Linked DNA regions of Mus musculus: region 1 is linked to region 2. Evidence: chromatin contacts called from public promoter capture Hi-C data. All regions are on one chromosome and are shown on one strand. The core of a region is the stretch at or near the end of the contact, and the rest is flanking DNA. Distances in the headings are between cores, read along the strand shown.

Evidence for each region. Capture Hi-C pulls out chosen DNA fragments and counts their contacts.
Region 1: a contact with region 2 is called in a promoter capture Hi-C map of adipose tissue. The contact joins the promoter of Abcb10 here to the promoter of Pgbd5 in region 2. A contact is called at or near these places in 4 of 39 promoter capture datasets (cranial neural crest, hippocampal neurons, neural stem cells and 1 more), 1 of 484 Hi-C or Micro-C datasets (embryonic stem cells), 2 of 115 datasets of contacts at active chromatin or transcription factors (bone marrow-derived macrophages and forebrain) and 2 of 9 other capture datasets (adipose tissue and pancreatic islet).

Annotation. Positions count from the first base shown.
Region 1 is chr8:123,981,838-123,987,559 of GRCm38.p6, forward strand. It overlaps Abcb10 (ATP-binding cassette, sub-family B (MDR/TAP), member 10), which reads right to left and starts at 1,285. Exons shown (of 13, transcript NM_019552.2): 1 at 565-1,285. The coding sequence starts at 976.
Region 2 is chr8:124,431,855-124,437,624 of GRCm38.p6, forward strand. It overlaps Pgbd5 (piggyBac transposable element derived 5), which reads right to left and starts at 2,082. Exons shown (of 7, transcript NM_171824.2): 1 at 1,945-2,082.

The sequences.
Region 1 (5,722 bases), core at 35-2,534, 450 kb before region 2:
CCAACCAGCCTTGCCTGCACCGACTGCCAGACATGTGGGAGTTACAGAATATTGTCACTTAGACCCAGCCAATTCTGATTTCTCTTTAAAAGCCATTTGTCTATCCGGCTGAGTTACTGTCTAGTTCTTTTATGCTGTGGCCAGTGCCTGGTCCTGACCAAGTCACCACTTAGGGAGGTGACAGCCAGCACAAAGCTCACAGTGATCCACTTCATTCTGGGAAATTTTGGTGGTTGCTTGATACTGTGTAACCCTAGCGATGTTATTATTATTACTACTATTATTATAAATGTATACTATAAAGTAGACATGATTTTGGCAAAACTCCTGTTTTTTTTTTTTCTTAAAGGAGGAAACTCTAACTTATTCAGAGAATGCCCCAAAGCAGATGCTGACAAGCTGATAGGGACCAAATATTCTAGTAATAGGCTCAGATGGGGAGTGCCAGCCAGCATCCATAGCTTTCCAACAGGTGTCAGCAGACTTGATCGCCCTTGTCAAGGCCAAGGCCAGGCCGAGGCCCACCGGCCGCCCACTGGCCCACTAGTACCCCCAGGTTCTTACCTGACAGTCTCCCGCGCTCGGGGCGCACCAGCCCTAGGAGCTTCCATACTTCTGAGCGCCCGGTCGCCGCGGGACGCCGCTGCGAGTCGTTCCCAAGGTCTCGCACACCGGTGGCAGCTGCACCCTGGAGCCTGGCGAACAGGGGATGTGCGGCGCGGGGTCCTGCCAGCACCCAGCACCTGCGGGCCCCCGAGGAGGTGGCCCACTGCCCCACGCCGCCAGGCAGCCCGGATAGGGGCGCGGGAAAGCGGAGGCCCGAACCCGGCTTGTGGATCAGAGAGGTCCACGCGCGTACGAGCGGGGTCCATTCAGAAGCCAGCCATATCCGAGAGGAGACGGCCGGGGCCCACGCTCGCACGGCAGGGCCCCGACGCGGAATCAGCAGTAGCGCCCTAGCAGAAGGGGCGCGCATGGCGCTGCGTCTGCCCGGACAGTCTCACCAACCGGCCGGGCCGCACGCCCCGGGACCCTCCCCGCCCGGCCCGAGCACAGGGCGGGGACGCAGCAGCGGCCCGCCCCTCCCGCCCCATCGGGCCAGCGCCCGGGCCGCGCCTTCCGCCGCGTAGGGTCCACCCCTGGGCGGCGACCAGCCGCTAGCTCCCCGGCAGTGCCTTGTCCGGCAGGCAGTCGCCAGCGCCTGCGCCCGCCAGCCGCACGCGGAAGCTTTTTCGCTCTCCTGCGCCCTCCACGACTTGTGAACCTGGAGCGTCCGAGCCCTTTCTCTCGCCGGTCACTGGCGGAGTGCGCATGCGCGGCACTCAGGTCGCCCCTTACGACCTGAGTCTCTTGCTTGAGACCTTTGGGTGCCTTCGCCTTCGTGCGGTCGGCAGACCAAGGAGTCTCCACATCTTGGAGAACTGTGCAATGCAGGAGGTGCCGCAGAGGCCCGGAGAGTAGAAGTGACCCCGAGAGCAGTGGTCTTAAGGACGGCAGGCCGGGAGTATCCTATGGAGGCCTAGGTTGAGGAAGGGGGAAGAGTTTGTGGACTCCTAGATAGTTCACTCGACCAGAGCGAATTCAGCCGCACACGCTTTTAATCCCAGCACATAAGAGGTAGAGACAGGCAGATCTGAGTTCGAGGCCAGCCTAGTCTATAGAGTGAGTTCCGGGACAGCCTGGGCTACATAGTGAGCCCTGCCTTTAAAAAAAAAGGGGGGGGAGGTTGCAAAACAACCTCAACACCAGTATTTTAGTTCAATATATTCCTAAAACCCAACACGAATGGGGGGGGGGAATCAAGGGACAAAACATCAGACTTTTCAAATGCATAATACCCCAGTTCCAACCCTGGAAAAGTCATTTATTAAAATAGGGAGTGGGAGGGTAGTGCAATGTTCAGTTCAGGAGCACCAGGTCCCTGAGTCCACACAGATAAAGGAGAGAGAGGGGGAGAGAGAGAGAGAGAGAAAGAGAGAGAGAGAGAGAGAGAGAGAAAAGAAAGGAAACCAAGCAGTTAGCAGCTGGTTGTAATTTGTTTATCTGCTTTCTGTTTTGTTTTCCTCATGTTTGGCCCAGACATTGAGCACTCCTTGAATCGAGGCAGAGGCAGGTAAATGTGGATCTATTTGAGTTCTAGGCCAGCCTGGTCTCATAGAGAGTCCCAGGATAGCCAGGGGTTACATAGGAAAAAAACCTGTCTCAAAAAGCCCAGTAAAAATAATAACATAAGAATCTTTCATATTTGTCTGGCTCCTGAGATCTCAGCATCGTTGTATGTTTTCCACACTCAGACAAGGGCCTCACCTACATGTGAAGTTACGAGGTGGAGGGGGTGAACAACACCGTGAGTGAGGTTAAGTCTGCCTTGAGCAAATTGGAGATGTGGGAAGCAGGCATGTCCTTTAAAATCCAGCCCTGAGGCCCAAGAAGACTTGAGTTTTCTTCCCATCAGTGCAGGAATTATAAGCCCCAGGGAGTCACAGTGTGAACTACACCCCAGCCACACTCAGCAGGACCCAGGTTCCTGCCCAAGCTCCAGGAGCACTTCCTGTTCCTTCCTCTTGGACCCCAGCTGAGCATCGTTAAGGAAGGAATGGCCTCCAGGCTGGCAAGAGTAGCCACTTTCTGAAAATTATTGTTATTATTTTTTAGATTTATTCATTTATTATATGTAAGTACACTGTAGCTGTTTTCAGACACCTCAGAAGAAGGCATCAGATCTCATTACAGATGATTGTGAGCTACCATGTGGGTGCTGGGATTTGAACTCAGGTTTCTGTTTGTTGGGGTTTTTCTGTTTTTTGTTTTGTTTTGGGTAAGGGGGTTTTGAGTGATCCTCCTGCTTCAGTCTTCCGGGTTCGGGGATTACAGGTACTGCCATCCTGGAGGCTGAACCAGGAAGATTGCCATGAGTTCAAAGCTAATCTGGCCACAGAGAGAACGGTAGGCCACCTAAGACACAACAAGACCCCATCTCAAAAACAAAGAACGAAATGAAGGCCTATGAAATGGCTTGGTAAGTGAAGGTGTGTGCTGCTGAGCCTGAGGTGGGTCCCCAGAACCCACACAAGCAAGGAGAAGACTGACTCCAACAGCTTGCTCTTTGACCTATGCTAAGGCATACTCACACCCACACAAGTACACACACACACAAATAAATAAATAAAGATATAATGAAGAAAAAACTATTGAACGGATAAAAAAATTAAAAACCAGAGAAATAACCTGAGAATAATTATCCCTACATAGGAATCTTAGACTTGAACATACACAATGAGACTGCTCTCTGAACTGCCGCAGCTCAAGCCTTATCCCAGCAGTGTCTCAGGCCGACAGGTAGCATTGCTGGCTTTGTCACCATTCCTCAGAAGGGTTGAAGTTTGGTCCCTTCAAATGGCTCTGTTGAAGTGCTAACTCCCAGTCAGGAGCCAGAGGATTGCAGATGCGGTTTTACTTAAGATGAGACAGATGGGGGTTGGTGAGATGGCTCAGTGGTTAAGAGCACCGACTGCTCTTCTGAAGGTACTGAGTTCAAATCCCAGCAACCACATGGTGGCTCACAACCATCTGTAACAAGATCTAACACCACTCTTCCGGAGTGTCTGAAGACAGCTACAGTGTACTCACATATAATAAATAAATCTTTGGAAAAAAAAAAAAAAGATGAGACAGATTGGGGGCTGGAGAGATGGCTCAGTTGTTAAGAGCACTGACTGCTCTTCCCGAGTTCAATTCCCAGCAACCATTTGGTGGCTCACAACTATCTGTAATGGGATCAGATTTCCTTCTTCCGTTGTGTTTGAAGACAACTACAGTGTACTTATATACACAAAATAAATAACTCTTTAAAGATAGCCAGATTAATCCCAGCACTTGGGAGGCAGAGACAGGTGGATTTCTGAGTTTAAGGCCAGCCTGGTCTACAGAGTGAGTTCCAGGAGTTACAGAGAAACCCTGTCTCGAAAAACAAAACAAAACAAAACAAAACAAAACAAAAAGAGTAGAAAAAAAATAAAGATAGCCAGAACATGGAGGAGTGGCGCTTACTAGTTGTCAACCTGCCTGTCCTCACCTTGTGACAGTAACAGCAGAGATGGTTATGCAGCTGCAAGCCAAGGGGAAACAGACTGCCAGCAAGTCACAGAAAGCTGTGAGGAGACAGGAAAGACTACCCCTGTGATGCTTTGTGCCCGACTTCTGAGACAACAGCCTTCTGTGGTAAGAAACTGAGTCTGTGGTACATCATTATACCAAACCTAGCTGACCTACTCGAAAAACAACATACACCTGTCACCCCAACTGCTTGAGAGGCAGAACGGGAAGGACTGCCCAAGTACATGAGTTTGAAAACAACTGTGGCCTTATATCGCAAGACCATGTCTAAACATATATGCATGAATGAGCTGGTCACAGCAGCTCACACTTGTAATTCCAGATCTTGGGAGGCTGAGGCTGGAGAACTGTTGTGAATGTCAGCCCAGCCTGGGCTACAGAAACAAAAGCCAGGCATGGTGCCACAGGCCTTGGATCTCAGCACTCCTAGTACTCAGGCAAAGCTCTGTAAGTTCAAGGCCTGCTAGGTCTACACAGTGAGACTATGTCTCAGAAAGTAACAACAAAAACAAAACAACAATAAAGAAAAGCAGTAAGACAGCATACCCACTTCTACAGGGTTACAATATTCAGGTGCAGTGTTTTTGTACTTTTGTTTTGTTTTAATTATTCAGAGCTAGATAGATGGCACCCTGGATGGGTATGGTAGCATACCCCTTTAATCCTAGGACCAGGGAGGCAGAGGTGGGTAGATCTCTGTGAGTTCAAGGTCATCCTGGTCTACATAATGAGTTTAGCCAGAGTCACGTGGTGAAACGCTGTCAAAAAAAAAAAAAAAAAAAAAAAAAAAAAAGACCCTGCTGCTCTTAAGTTTCCAGAATTCACATCAGGTAGCTCACAACTGCTTACAACTGCAGCTCCAGGGACTCTGATAACTCCAGTCTTTGAGGGCACCCACACTCACGTGCACACACAACACACACGCATAATTTGATCATGGAATAAGTGACTGGATATTTGGAAATGCATTAATATATCATCCTAATACACTTAAATGGAGAAAATGAAAAACTAAAAAACTCTGACACATCAACGCATAAATCTGTGTGTGTGTGTGTGTGTCTATGTGTGTGCTGGGGCTAGACTCCAGTGCCTCATTCATACTGGGCAAAAGTCCTACCACTGAGTCCCAGTCTCAGCCCTAAAGTACACATATCCTGGAGTCCAAATGACAGAGAGGCAAATAAGGGCCTGAGGTCAGCTAGAAGTTCTATGCCTTACCCAGTGTAGGGCAGAGCCCCCAGAATTCCTCAAATCCCATCGTTTTGGGGGAACTTACTAAGGTTTCATCACACAGCCTTGCATGATTAAATAATCAGTCATTGGTGGGTAGATTGCATACCTGGAATTCATAGGTGATGGTTATTTTTCCATTGGTGAAATGAGTCGATTCAAGCCAGATTAGGATATATTAAGCCGGGTGTGGTGGCGCACGCCTGTAGTCCCATCACTTGAGAGGCAGAGGCAGGCGGATTTCTGAGTTTGAGGCCAGCCTGGTCTACAAAGTGAGTTCCAGGACAGCCAGGACTATACGAAAAAAAAAAAAGCTATATTAAAGCATTAAAGGCAGGCACACTGGGAAGCTGCTCTTTGATGAGTTCACTGC
Region 2 (5,770 bases), core at 832-3,331:
ACATCCATCTCTCTCCACGCTCCTGGGCTCAAGGATCTTTTCTGACCAACCTGGAAATCAGGAATCTATTTTAAGCTCTGATAAATCACTTTCCTTGGGCTCAACAAGCCATCAACTCTGTCCCTCTCCCCTTTCCCCGTGTTTCCCTTGGGTAGCGGGTACCACAGAGGAAATTCTAAAGTAGATCTAAATTTAAACGAGAGGATCGCTCCTAAAGCAGAAAAGCAACACTGGCCACAAATACCAGCAAATAGCCGCTAATGCCTTTGCCTAAGGAACCTCTGAGTGACTCTCAGGAACAGGCTCAAACTCAGTGGCACTATCAGAAAGGAGGATATGACCCTAATGCCAGTGGCAGGCAATCCTGGACTTCAGGCTGGGAGTGGACAGAGTGAACAGTGGACAGAGGGCTTTGCTTCTGAACATCTTGACTTATACATTACTAAGAAAGAAAGTTCTGGTTAAATCGCTTTTGTGTGTTTACCCTTCTCAATACCAGACCCTTCATCTAAACTAAGCCCAGCACGACATCCCTATTTTGCCCTGTGACCTCAGCTTTGCCGAATTCTCCTCTGTAGACATCTACAGTAGGCATCTTAAGTGCTGCAAGATCAACACAGGATCACAAAGGCTCACAGCACGAAGACTGACAAACCAGGGCACCAGGCTGGTACAATCCCAACATCCAATATGGAAAGCAGCTGTCCAGGGCAGGAGGCCTTTAAGGCACACTGGGAAATGAAGGGTGGCATATAGGAGGACAATTTAGAGTACCATAAACCACAGCCAAATGGTTGGGTTTTAAAATGTACCCACTTAGAACCTTGCATGGTGATGGTAACCCTCCAATCCAGATGCAACTTTGCCCATCCACACCGCAGCCTGGCAAGGTTGCAGAACACTCCCTCCAGGGCTGGGCCAACCTTTCCCATTGCCAGCTCCCTGCAGCTACGTTTCCATACCCAGGCCCTGGAGCCTACCTCCTGTGCACCTGCAATCTTGAGGAACAATAGCTATAGTGTCATGTACACTGCCCAAAGTGTGTGTGTGTGTGTGTGAGTGACACACACACACACACACACAGAGAGAGAGAGAGAGAGAGAGAGAGAGAGAGAGAGAGAGAGAGACTATGCAAAGGGGCACTCCTTGGTGCCCATTCACACTGGTTGTGTGCACTTCACAGAATATATGGTGTAACATCTGGCTGCTAGGAAGCCATGGAGCCTGAACAGCAGCACTGAGGATCATATGGGAAAGCAGTTTCCACATCTCAGAAAGCAGAAGCTGACCAAGCTGCTGCAAAGCAGCACTATTTTAGACTCTGCAGAAGCCAACAGCTGAGGGCTCAGAGTAGCAGGGTGGCTGTGCTCAACTCCAGTCGCCTCCGGATAATCTGAGTCTGGTCTACACACCTTGAAAGTAACTCGGACTAACACTCCCTAACGCAGTGGAATCACCCTTGGCTCCTTCCGGTGCTCAGCTAGAGATCGACTGGCACCACAGGAAGTTTCTCGGGAAAACAGAGAGCAGTGAAGATGCTGATATGCTCTGGCTCTGGGCTCTCTATGTGCTTCAGCTGCGACTGGCCTGACCCCTGACACCTAGATCCTGCGTACTGCAAAGGACTCAGCCTCAGCCGTGCCAGGCGTTTGGATCCCCTCCACCAAAAGAGCCATACTTTACTGACCCCACAGGTGTGACACTGCCAGACGACCGAAAGCCTCTGGCAAAGTGCTGCTGGCTTGGTCTCCACCCACGAGAAACCTGGGACCACCATCCTGTGCAGTAGGACCCTCTCTGTTTAATCCCTGCTCCCCAAACCAGCTGTTTCCAGAAACACACAGGTGCAGGTCGGGTGTGTCTGGAACCAGTCTGGCCCGTGCTCCAGCCTTCAGACCGCGCCCTGTGTGTCCCTGCACCCCAGTGTCCCCGGTCGATCCTCACCACCGGTGTCCTCGAAGCGCGGGGACGGGCGATCCCTCAGCACGGCGCTCCAGCCCCCACCGGTCTCGTCCTCCTCGAGTTCCAAGGGATCCGCGGCGTAGGATGGCGGGGCGGTCCCCGGAGGCGCGGGGCGCTCACGCTCATCGTCCGAGGAGGCGGCCGAGGAGGAGCGTGAGGCTGCGGAGGTGCTGTAAAAGGGGTTCCCGCCGCTGTCCGGGCCCGACTCGCCGAACACGTCGTCCGAGATGTGCAGGCTCTCGTAGCGTGCACGGGCTGCCTCCAGCAGCGCCGGAGCCCTCCTCCGTGAGCCCCCACCGCCCTCGGCCATAGCCCCGGCCGCCGCCCGCGCGCCCACACCCCACAGCGCCTCCCAGCCGCACACGCCGGGCCCGGGACCCCCGCCGCGGCCCGTGGCTCCCCACCAGCGCAGCCCGCAGCACAGCGCGCGCCGCCCCGCGCCCGGCCGGCCCGCCGTCTTGGCCGCTCGGGCCGCGCGCCCGGGATGCGCCTTGGAGCTCGGGCGCCGCTGGCTGCGGCCGCGGCGGGAAGAGACTCAGCCGCTGCCCAGAGCCGCCGCCGCCCCCACCCGCTGCGTCTCCGCCGCGCCCGGCCCCGTCGCGTCCCCGCGCACCCTCCCCGCGGCAACCGCGTTGCGCCGCCGACCTTCCCGGGCGCGAGCCGTGGACCGGGCCCGCCTCCAGCACCTTCAGCTGCTGGCCAATAGAGAGCGCCGGCCTCGCGGGGGCGGGGATAGCAGGTCGCCCTGCCTCCTCGGGGCGTGACGCTAGGGCAGTCAGTCGCGAGGAGCCCCGCCCATAAGCTCATAGCCGCTCGCCGGCGTGGGGAGGGAGGCGGGTCCCGGTGCTCCGTGCTCTTTGGCCCGCCCCTTGCGCAGCCGCGCCCGGCTCCGAGGAGCTGTCCGCCCAGCGGTTCTGAAATTCACTCTGCGGACACGCTCCAGGTGGGCGGCCAGCCGAGGCTGCGCCCAGCACTCCTGTGAATTTCAGGTTGCCCTTCTAGCTTCCCCGAACCTTGCTCTTTTGGGAACCTGGGTCAGACACTAAAACAGTCTCTCCTCCAACAACTGTCATGTAAGGACCGCAACACTGGAATGAGGTGGCTCGTCATTTCTCACAGTCCTTTGATGCTCACATCTTCTGAACTCAAAATTGCTTCCATGAGAACTATCACCACCTGCGCCCTGGTATCACTTGCACAGGCCTAAGACAACGCACATCTGGAAGAGGATTATATGATCAGGAAACAAACAGCTGGTCGCCAGGGTTTCAGAGATCTAACAATGGAGCAGAGTCTGTCTCCTCTCTTCTGGGGGCAAAGCATGAGGCCGGCTGGCCGACCTCCCCTCATCAGAATGTCTTCTCTCCTCCTCCTCCTCTCAAACATAATGCAATAAGTCACATTAATGGTAACTGGGTCATAAAGTCACTTTCACTCCGACATAAAATAAATCCAAGTAGATGTGAAGGGCTTGAGACCCCTATTGGGTGTAGTAAATGATAATTACACAAACGGAAGACAATGGGTTTCTATTTCTAAGAAAAAGGGTGCTGGGACCCATCTGCCCTGGCTGAGATTTTCACTCACGTCTGCCTGTGCCCAGACCCTGTGACCTGCAAACCAGGTCTCTGCACAGGCTTGAATCCATGACAATCACAAGCAGCCAGGCTGGAAAGAGAAAGCGACTTACTGATCTTCCTCCTCTGTGTGTATTTAGCTGATAAGCAAGAAAGTATTTGCAGAGCACTGCCACTCTCTTGAAAAAGCATGCCAAAGAAGTGTGTGTGTGTGTGTGTGTGTGTGTGTGTGTGTGTGGTGGGGGGGGTGGGGGTTCTAGCATTCCTGTGTACAGCAAATTGACAAAGGCTGTGAAGTGGGTACCTATAAATAGACTTGACCAGAAAAAGGATGAAAAAAAAGCAGCTAATGTGGGTGTGGTTCTGGCCAATTTGCCATCGCGGGAGCACGGGACAGAACAGTAACAGTTAAAGCAGGGACAGCCATTCGTTGACCCCGATATGGTGCTCAGACCAAGGAAATACAGGGCCTCTGTGCTTTCTGGGCTCCTCTTCCAGTAGCTCACATGGCAGCAACAGAAGGAAGAGGTCTGGGGATTTAGTTCAGCTAGCAAACTGTTGCTAAGCATTCAAGAACCCCCTCGGCTTGATCTCCGGGAATGCACAAGCCAGCTGTGGTGGTACAAGCTTGTGATCCGGAGCAGTTGGGAGATGGAGGCAACAGAGTCAGAAGTTCAAGGTCACCCTCGGCAGAGTGAGATAGCAAGTTGGAAGCCAGCCTGGGTATAGCAGACACTATCTCCAAAAGGAAACAATAAAGAGGAGGAAGTGGAGAAAGGGAAGGAAGAGACTGGGAGCAGAAGTTTATCAAATAGAAAGTAGACAAAGGAACGTGCCTGGGTGGTGGGGCTGGGGAGATGGTTCAGTGATTAAGAGTACAGGCTATTCTTGCAGAGAACTAGGTTTAGTGCCCAGCACACATATGGCAGCTCAGAACTGTCTCTAACTCCGGGTATAGGGAATCCAATGTCCGCTTCTAGCCTCTGAGTGTAGCAGGCATGCACACAGTGCACATACATACACGCATGCAAACAAAAGACTCATACTAACATAAAAGTATACACATCTTTTCTTAAAATAAACACTGTTGTCATTTTTAATTTTGTCTGAGCCTTCTTTTTATCTTTAATTTTATATTATTCATTCATTCATTCATTCATCATTCATTCATTCATTCATTCATTCATTGTGGTGCTTGGGATTGAATTAAGAGCCTTGCAGGAGCCCTGGGCTCCTGGGCTATATTCTGAGGCCCTGATCCTCCTTTTACAGTGTACTGCCTTAGGTTGTCTTGTTTTGTTTATTTTCCTGTTAACATGATAAAATAGTCTGACAGGAGCATTTAAGGGAGAACAGGTTTATTCTGGCTCACAGCTTAAGGGTACAGCTCGTGGTACATGCCCCCATGCCCAGCTTTTTATACAGGTTCTGGGGGGTAAACTGAAGTCCTTGGATCTGTAAAGCAAGCACTTGACCAGCTGGTCAGTTGCCACCGCTCCATTCAACTTGTCCTAGCTAAGCTGCTAGGAGCTGAGACAGTCTGTCCCAGAACTCTCTTCTCCCCCACCCCTCCCCCACTGCCACTGCACTTGGGACATTACCAGTGAGGTTGGCAAGCAAGAATCCAGGGAAGGACGTGAAGAAGAAGGCAGGGAGTGGATCCTCATCCTAAGGACCGTTTTTTTTTTTTCTCCTTGAGTTGTTTAGATAATTTACATTCCCATGTGGTAATTAGGGCAGCAGACCCCTGCTGGGGAGCACAAATAACTCTGATTAGTCTTTCAAACTGCCTTTCCTTTTCCAGGGCTTGAAATCATTTTTTTTTTCCAAGTGACTATTATGGAATGTTTAGAGTGAAAAAAAAATATTTCAAGTTAAGCTTTTATATTCTTAGGTAACAGGGGACTTGAAAGGATCTGTGCTGATTCCAAAAACCTTCCCACGAATTTTGGTTTTGCTCTGTAGATAGGCTCGCCTATGTTGTCCCTGGTGGATTTTAGGGGTGGGTCACCCAGTCTTTCCTCCTCATCCTCCTCCTAAACTGTAGTCTCCCTGTGTAGCCCATGCTGGCTTTGAACTCCTAGTAATCCTCCTGCAGCAGAAGAACAAAGTGTGAAGAGTAAGGTGCAGAAGGCCTTACACAAAGCCTCATGGAATTAGCAGTTGAGAGAACACAGCTGGAACAGAGGGGAGAGAGCTACAAAAGCCGTGTGGATTGGATGGAGCTGAGG